3 separate regions of the Mus musculus genome follow, and all the other regions are linked to region 2. Evidence: chromatin contacts called from public HiChIP or PLAC-seq and promoter capture Hi-C data. All regions are on one chromosome and are shown on one strand. The core of a region is the stretch at or near the end of the contact, and the rest is flanking DNA. Distances in the headings are between cores, read along the strand shown.

The links. Promoter capture Hi-C pulls out the DNA fragments that hold promoters and counts their contacts. HiChIP or PLAC-seq counts read pairs in DNA pulled down with a chosen protein or histone mark.
Region 1: a contact with region 2 is called in a promoter capture Hi-C map of pre-B cells, with 5 times the contacts expected there. The contact joins the promoter of Ap1g2 here to the promoter of Nfatc4 in region 2. A contact is called at or near these places in 7 of 39 promoter capture datasets (cranial neural crest, embryonic stem cells, liver and 3 more) and 2 of 115 datasets of contacts at active chromatin or transcription factors (both in embryonic stem cells).
Region 3: a contact with region 2 is called in an H3K4me3 HiChIP or PLAC-seq map of bone marrow-derived macrophages, with 6 times the contacts expected there. The contact joins the promoter of Cenpj here to the promoter of Nfatc4 in region 2. A contact is called at or near these places in 2 of 39 promoter capture datasets (both in liver), 1 of 484 Hi-C or Micro-C datasets (muscle stem cells) and 1 of 115 datasets of contacts at active chromatin or transcription factors (bone marrow-derived macrophages).

Annotation. Positions count from the first base shown.
Region 1 is chr14:55,105,207-55,107,906 of GRCm38.p6, reverse strand. It overlaps Ap1g2 (adaptor protein complex AP-1, gamma 2 subunit), which reads left to right and starts at 1,314. Exons shown (of 22, transcript NM_007455.5): 1 at 1,314-1,399; 2 at 1,778-1,982; 3 at 2,477-2,601. The coding sequence starts at 1,779. Jph4 (junctophilin 4) reads left to right here. Exons shown (of 6, transcript NM_177049.5): 6 at 1-1,081.
Region 2 is chr14:55,823,479-55,826,178 of GRCm38.p6, reverse strand. Nfatc4 (nuclear factor of activated T cells, cytoplasmic, calcineurin dependent 4) reads right to left here and starts at 1,384. Exons shown (of 10, transcript NM_023699.3): 1 at 1,043-1,384; 2 at 1-21. The coding sequence starts at 1,142. Gm41159 (a long non-coding RNA gene) reads left to right here and starts at 2,590. Exons shown (of 3, transcript XR_874646.3): 1 at 2,590-2,700.
Region 3 is chr14:56,570,406-56,573,105 of GRCm38.p6, reverse strand. It overlaps Cenpj (centromere protein J), which reads left to right and starts at 1,260. Exons shown (of 17, transcript NM_001014996.2): 1 at 1,260-1,368.

The DNA.
Region 1 (2,700 bases), core at 65-2,564, 720 kb after region 2:
TGAGTGGAGGGGAGAAAGGAAATGCATAAGAAGTGATTGGGTGGCCAGACAAGGCACTGCCTGAGCCACTTGGGGCTCACTGGCCCCAAGGGAAAGCTGCAGGAAAAGTACCCTCCACTCTTACCTCCCAGAACCTACCTAAGTTCTTGCCTACTTTGATCTTCCCTGAGGGAGAAAAGGGGAGCGAACAACAGGAAACTCCCCGTGCTCCCTCTCCTGCCCTCCTCAACCAGTCCCTCTCCCAACCACCAAGGATGGCACGCCAAGCCAAGAGTATTGAGAAAAGCAACGAAAAACCATCTGGTGCAACCAAGCCCGCCCCTCTTCAGATTCTGCCACTCACCTCTCTACCCTTCTCTGCCCCCCTGAAAATTTATTTGGTTGGTCTGGACTCACTTGTGGCCTTTGATTAAATTCCTAAGGGGACTGAAGAAGACATTTCTGCAGAGGGTTAGAGGCGCTGCAGCAAGCGAGGACCCCAGTCCTCAGCTCTGACAGTTGTGGGGCGAACACGTTGAGGGCTGAAGGGCAGCAGATGCTGTCACAAGTCTAGTTTCTAACCCCTCGCGTAGACTCCTGCGAGATGGGAGCTAACGGGGAATCAGAGGAAGCCGCTGCCCCACACAGGGCAGGGCAGAGGTGGGTGTCAACCCCGGACGAGAGTTGGGGGGAGAGCCTGTTTGAGATTATGGCTGATCCCTGGGACTAACTTTCCCTCTGGGGACAGAAAGCTGTACAAGAGGGGACTGTGGAACCCCGGGGGACTTTCCTACCCTGCATGAGGCAGAGGCAAGCTGCCTGCCAATCAATCCCTTCCTCAAGGAATGGCCTTGCCCAGGAATGCCCACCACACACACACTCTTCTTATTTTTCTAGTCAACCTCTGTTTACTCCCTGGCCTGCCTTCCTCCTGCCTCCCTTCCTTCCTTCCTTCTCAATCTTTACTTCTGATTTCTATTTCATGGAATTTGGGATTGAAGTTATACAACAGTGCCGCCAACATCAAGTCTTGCAGGAAAAAAAAAATAACAAAGAAATTTAACAAAAAAAAGTATATTAATAAAAAAGTTCCAAAAAGGGGGGGACTGTCATCTCCTTTGGGGTGCGATGGCTTCTGACTCAAGCTCTCTGAGTGCCACCTGGTGGGGTGGATGAAAAGTGAGGCCCCTGGGGGAGCCACAATCATGGAACAATTCTAGGCTCCTTTACCAAAGTGCCAGAGACAGGCCAGAGGTCAGAAATGTCAAGACGACTCAGCAGGGAGGCCCTAGAGGGGCGGGGTCCCGTGATAGAGGCGGGGAAGAGGGAAGGGCCCCGAACCGAGCACCAACCCCAGCTCTGTCCCATACCAGGAAGTGCTGGGTGGGGGGTAGAGGAGCAAAGTTGACACCGAAGCCAGGTGAGCTTGGGACTGGGAAACTAGTGCCTTCTGAAGTGGGAATGGGGGCAAGAAATCTCGCGAAGGGAATAGTACAGAGAACCAGAAGGAAAACTAGAGAGGAGAAACTGGTCCGGGAAGAAGAGCGAGAAATAGACTGGTCTGTAGCGCAGGCTCAGTAGAAACAGCCACAGGGTGGAGCAAGGACGCATGCGTAGTGGGGATGTCCTTGCGAGGCGGGAGGGTGGCCCCCGGGTACATGTGGGAGGTAAAAGTGGGCACAGTTTTAGGGCGGCGGTGGGACGCAATCCCTTCGAGATCTTGGCACAAGGCAATTCTATCCAACCGGCTAGAACGTGTTGAAATAAAGTCTTTTCAACTCCCGGGCTCTGTCCCCAGGATGGTGGTGCATTCGTTGAGACTTCAGGACCTAATCGAAGAGATTCGCGGGGCCAAGACGCAGGCCCAGGAACGGGAGGTGATCCAGAAGGAGTGCGCCCAAATTCGGGCCTCCTTCCGCGATGGGGATCCCCTGCAGAGGCATCGCCAGCTGGCCAAACTGCTCTACGTCCACATGTTGGGCTACCCCGCCCACTTTGGACAGGTACTGGCCTGGGATGGCTACAAATTTTGAGGAAGATGGCCAGTGCGCCCCTTTGTGTTTGTACCCAGGCTGTGGTTTTTGTTTTTTTGTTTTTGTTTTTGTTTTTTTCCTCCAGTTTTTTTGTTTCGAAACAGGTTCTCTATAGCCCGGACTGGGAACTCGAGAAAACCCTGCCTCCGTTTCAGTGTAGGGACTTTCAGGCATGCCCCGCCCTACCCAGCTAAATCCTTTAGTTTCTGAACCTTTTATCACCCTACTAGTGATTTCTTGCCAGCCCCGTTCAGCACCTCCCCATCCCCTTTCCAGACTCCACTCCTACACAGGTCCCTGAAACCTGCCTGCTGTCATCTGGATCCACACTTAAGCTTCTGGTTACAGAGAGAGTGATGAAATATGATCCCTCACAAGTTAATCTGGCCTAAAGGAGATTGTAGCCCGGAAGTTAGTGCCCTGTGGTTTCACACTGCCCTCCTGGTCTGCCTCCTTCCCTATAGATGGAGTGCCTGAAACTGATCGCCTCCCCCAGATTCACAGACAAGAGGGTGGGCTACCTTGGGGCCATGCTTCTATTGGATGAGAGGCACGATTCCCATCTGCTCATCACCAACAGCATCAAGAAGTGAGAGGGTTCTGGGGCACTTGAAATCAGGGCGCTGGGAGAGGGGGAACTGCAAAATTCCAGCGGGCTACCTGCTATCAGTACTGCAACAAACTGGTT
Region 2 (2,700 bases), core at 135-2,634:
GGGTATCCTCTGAGTCCAGCTCTGTCAAAATGGAAGGGAAGTAGAGGGAGAGAGAGAGAGAGAAGCTGGTGAAATGTCTACGTTTCTCGGATGGTCAGCCCCTGAAGCCTGATATGCTTAGCTAGGAGAGGTTCCCCTAGTCTCCGGACAAAAGCAAAGTTGAACATCACAAGACAGAAAAGAGATACAGGCATGCCAGGACCTCATACTCTAACACTCTGGTCCTGGGCAGGTGGGCTGGGGTGGTTTGGGGAATTCTAGAGCCAGGCCTGGAGGTGTGCTTGCCCAGGCTCTGGGCTGGGCTGGGGGCGACTCACACATGAACCCAATTAGCGACGGTTCCCAAACCCCCAAATGGTGCTGGCAGAAACCCCAGTTACCATCGCAACTGTGGCCTGGGGGTGGGAGGGATGGGGGCATGTCTGTGGTGACGAGGGGAGGTGACTCCTCCCTCGCCCCCCCCAAAGGGGGCGGGGGTGCAGTCGAAGGGTGATGCGTGCGGGGCCCAGCCAACGGGGGGGGGGGGGAGAGGGGGTAGCGGGCAGCGCGGATTCCGTGCAAGCGGCGGCCGCCGCCCCCGACTCGTTCCCCGCCATCTGCCTCTCATTGCGGCCAGACAGGGGGAGGGGGAGGGGTGTCCCTGCGCTGCCCGAGGGAGCCCCCAGCCCCAGGCGTCGCGTCTGCAGAACCAGGCCTAGGTCCTAAAGCCTTTAACTCCAGGGCCAAACCTCCCCTTCCCAAGCCGGCACCTCCGGCTCTTGGGGGCCAAGGTTCCCTTCCGCACCCCATCCCAGAGACAGTCGGCCTAGCCGGCAGGCGGCGCATAGCCAACAACACCCCCACTCCCACCCCAGTTAGGACCTAAAAAGGAAAAAAAAATGATGCCGTGGCCCCCAGCCTCACTTCCACAGCCTTGGTAGTCCCTCAGCTCCCTTCATCCTCTGACCCACCTCACCCTCTCACACACCCCAGGCTCCCAAACTGGAGATTTCCTGGCCCTTCGGTCACTGGCCAAAAGACCCCTACCCAGCCCCGCACTAACCTTCCCCAGGACCCCCAGGGCCCAGCGGGGGGGGCTCCTTTTCCTCTCCGAACACCAGCTTAAATTCCAGCTCCTCATCCTCGCAGCTTGCGGCCCCCATGGATCCGGCCGGAGCCCCCAGGTCCCGCCTGGGTGGGAGGGGGAAGCTCTGGACGCTGCTGTAGCTTCACGCGAGGGTAGCTCCCTCCCTCCCTTTCTCTGAGACGCCCCCTCTTCTGTCGCTGCCGCCTCCCTCCGGACGCCCCCTCGTTATTATAGAAACTTTTCCAAACTTTTTTCTCCCAAACTTCTTCAAAGCGGCCCCCCCCCAGCCTGTCTCTGATTGGTTACCCGGGATGCACCGGCCCCTCCTCCATGGATGAGATGGGAAAACCACGCGCCCCTAGTTCCCCCCCCCCCCGCCCCCGGTCATCTCTCCAGTCCCACCCCCTCCAAAGAGGGAGAAAAAACTGAATTGGAAAATGGTCCCTTCAAACGTTATAGAACCCTAATGGTACCTATTGGCCCACAGTTGTGACAATCATTTCCCACCGAAAGCCCAAACCTCAGCCTATTTAGTCCCAGCGTAGGGGGTGGGGAGGTCCGGGTCCCCTCGCCTTAAAGAGGCCATATTTTTGTCACCCGTCCCCCATTGTAGCAGGCCCACGGTACATTCTGAAGAGCAGGATAGCCAAAATCTCCCAAGAAAGGGCACCTCACTGTCCTTTCCATCCAAATCTTGAGTTGAAGAGAGATCTGGGATTGAGAGAGGCTCTGAGCTGCTCTGTAGAGGAGGCCATTCCTCCACCCTCGCTGAGACCACTCTACCTGGACCTCCAAGGAGCCTTTGCAGTTCTTAGCCACCACCTCCACAAGCCACCCCCCACCATTCCCTTAAGATGAAGAACTTCTAGCTGTCCCAGAAGCCTCTCAGAACTTTCGAACCCCAGGAAGCCTTTGAAGGCCCATAGCCCGCTGGGCGTAGATCCAGGCCAGGCTTTGCTGATACCCTTGTCCCAGCCACCTAGATAGGCCATTAATTAGCCTTGGAGGAGATAGTCGGCTCCTTCGTCCCAAAAGCTGCAGATCTCTGGGCTCGCTGATCCCAAGACGTTCTGCTCCCGGCCATCCTAAATTCCTGGCCGGGTTTAGAAAAGGCCAGAAGCTAAAAACTTAGGCCCACCGGCTGGACACCTGTCACCTGGGCAGGGAAGGAAGACCCGGTCAGGAGTTTCTAGGAAGGGCGAGCATAAAGAGGTCCCATTTGGAAGAGAAAGAATAGAACGGGAGATTCTTGATTCGGACTGGAGGCGCTGCAAGACAGGGGAGCAGTCACCATTCTCCTTGCATGCTTACCACATGCTCCAAACTTCCCTAATAAACCTGGCAAATCTCCAGTCTCTAAATCTCTCAGGCTCCGACCCGCGTCCCCCAACAGCAAACCCCAGTCCAGCACCTAAAGGGTTAAGCGCCGGCCCTCTGGTCAGACGTTTACAAACACTCGGGAGCCGGGCGGGGACCGCGCCCATTACTCTAATGAGAAACAGGCTCTGCGGGGCAGAGGGAAGGGGGGCTGGCCTGGCGGGCCTCAGCTCCTTGGCGGCGGAGGCGGCGCCCCTCCCTCCCCTCAGTCCTCCCTCGAGCCAGTCCTGGGGACCCCCCCAGCCCCCGGGGACCCC
Region 3 (2,700 bases), core at 11-2,510, 750 kb before region 2:
TGAACTTTGGCTTTTTCATCTATGATGTAACCTAACAAAACAAAGCAAAACAAAAACTTTTCCCGTCTCCATGTTTGAGGTGTCTGTACAAAATTTTAATTATCTTTAATAATATTGATTTATTTGAACTAATTAGTATAAAGGGCAATTCTTCTTGATGACCTTTTTATATAGAATCTCATGTTAACATACTGGCCTCTAACTTACTCTATATTGGAGGGTGACCTTGAATTTCTGATTCACCTTCCCCACCTGAGAGACTGGTCACCAATTTTGGATTATACAGTGCTGAGGATAGAACATACTAGGCAAGCATTTGATCAACCGGAGAAGAGAAAATGGGATGGCCTAGTGGTTATGGGCATTTGCTGTTCTCTCTCCCAAGATTGGGTTCAGTTTCCAGCTCCTACATGGTAGCTCACAAACATCTGTAGCTCTAGTTCCATGGGATCATGGGATCAGATGGCCCCTATGACCTCTACAGGCACCAGACACACGTCAGGGCACATACTAACATGAAGGCAAAATATGCTTGCACATAAAGTAAAAATAAAATAGTAAAATTATATATTTAAAAAACAGATGTTAGTTTACAATATTGTTCAAACCTAGTCTAAAAACTGTGGTAGCTTGAAGTGTTGTAGCATCCTAGATTAAAGGGTCATGTCTGTATTTTGGAACCCCTCTGGTGGCAAAACAAATAAACAGTGAAATCTGCGCTCAACATTCCATATATAATTTTAATATCTGCACTTTCAATATTCCATATAATTTAAACACTGAATGCACACACTTTGTGCAGCCATCGACTAGCCACATAATAGATGATTATTTCCGGAGTAAATTTTTCCACGGTTATCTTCACTTATTCGTCCTACCAATGTCACTTTTTTGTTTTAAACAGGTCTTTATTAAATCAAACCCATTCAAAGAGAAAAGCGAAGACGACGAAACTCTCCCAAACCTGTCGTCTTTTAGATTCGGTTTGAATCTCTGTGTTCCTGGCACAATGGAGTACGCTCTCTGTTACCGCAGGGGTCAGATCTCAATCGGTTGACTTCAGAACAACAGCTGTTGACCAGTGCCCGCCGCAAAAGAGCGCGCATAGAGCATCCCCTAGCAACGTTTATGGCGGTGTTGCTGGGAGTTGTAGTTTGCATGTGTCCGAGGCGCCTGCGCGCAAGCTCACACGGACTGTAGGAACTACATTTCCCAGGAGTCACTGGACCAGAGTTGGGCGGGGCCGGTCCAGGAGGCGGGGCTCTGGCTGCAGCGATGGTTGTGGCGGCTCATTCGTAAATGCCGGGCCAGCTAAGTGGTGACTATCGCTGGTCGGAGCGGTCTGAACAGCTGTTTCTTCGAAGAACGGTAACTGATGGGCGGAAGGAGCGGAGAAGCCCGTCCGCCGCCCGGTTCCTGAGAGGCCAGCTTGGGCTTTGGGGCTGGCATGGCGCGGAGGGCTTGGCGCCCGCGGGCGGCGGTGGTTCCGGGGCTTAAGCCCGCTTTGTTCTTCCGAGCACCCGGGGGATCGGTCCTCAAGGGGGTCGGCCGGGGTGCGTGTTTCTGTTCCGGGCGACACGCTCGCCGGGCCGGGTGCAGTGGCGCCGCTTGCAGTCTTTCAGGAGGCCTTATCTCGGCTTCTCCAAAAGCTTTGTTGCTTTCAAGAAGAGTTGTGTTTCAGGGGAGGCGGACCTGTCAGCTGAAAGTTTTCAGGGTCTGAATTGTCTCCTCGTATCTTCCTCAATCAAGGTCTGAATTGTCTCCTCGTAACTTCCTCCTTCTCCAGTGCAGATAATTTATGTTTTGAACAGAAAGATGTCAAAGCTTTCAATTAGTCGATTTTTTTTTAAAGGCAGCTTTACGTACAATTAACTTACGGTAATGACTACAACTTCATAAGCAGGTGGTGTTGTACCTCAGATTTTAATATCTGAGTTTACATAACATACTGTCCTAGACAGTCTATTATTTGTAGTTTACCTAGGCCTTCGTATAAGTAATAAAAAACAAATTTAGGGGAAAATTTTTGGCGTTCTTTAGACAAGGGCTTGTTATGTAGCCCAAGCTAGCCTTCCACCTCAAACACTGTATTATAGGTGTGTATCATCAATACCCAACTGTGAATCAGTATTTCAATACTTAAAACTGGCAGTACGTATAGTTTTAGGACCACAGTAATGGACTTGTAGCAAAGGTATGGAAGTTTTAGTGCTTTTTAAAAAAAGGTGTGTGTGTGTGTGTGTGTGTGTGTGTGTGTGTGTGTGTGTGAAGACGATGTTAAGATGCTGCCCTAAACCATTATTACACTTTGCTCAGTCTAACAGGGAATTGTTGACGATTTTCACATTACAGAGTGACTTTCTTTGCAGCTTGTTTACTGTCTAAATTAAGATTTATTTAGTTTTAAGATTACCTTTTACAAATATTGTTGTGTACATGATATGTGTTGGATTTCATGCATGTTCTGCATGTGTGGAGGGCAGGGGACAACTTTGTAGAGTCAGTGTCTCCTTTCACCTTTATGTGGGTTCCGGGACCAGCTCTGATCGCCAGGCGTGTACAGTTTGCACTTTACCCACTGTGAGCCATCTCTCCAGCTCTGGGTTTTCTTGCTTTTGTTTTGTTTTAAAGACAGTCTCTCACTTTACACTCACACTGTCTTTGGGACTTGCTATGTATCCAGACCGGCCTCACCCCTGT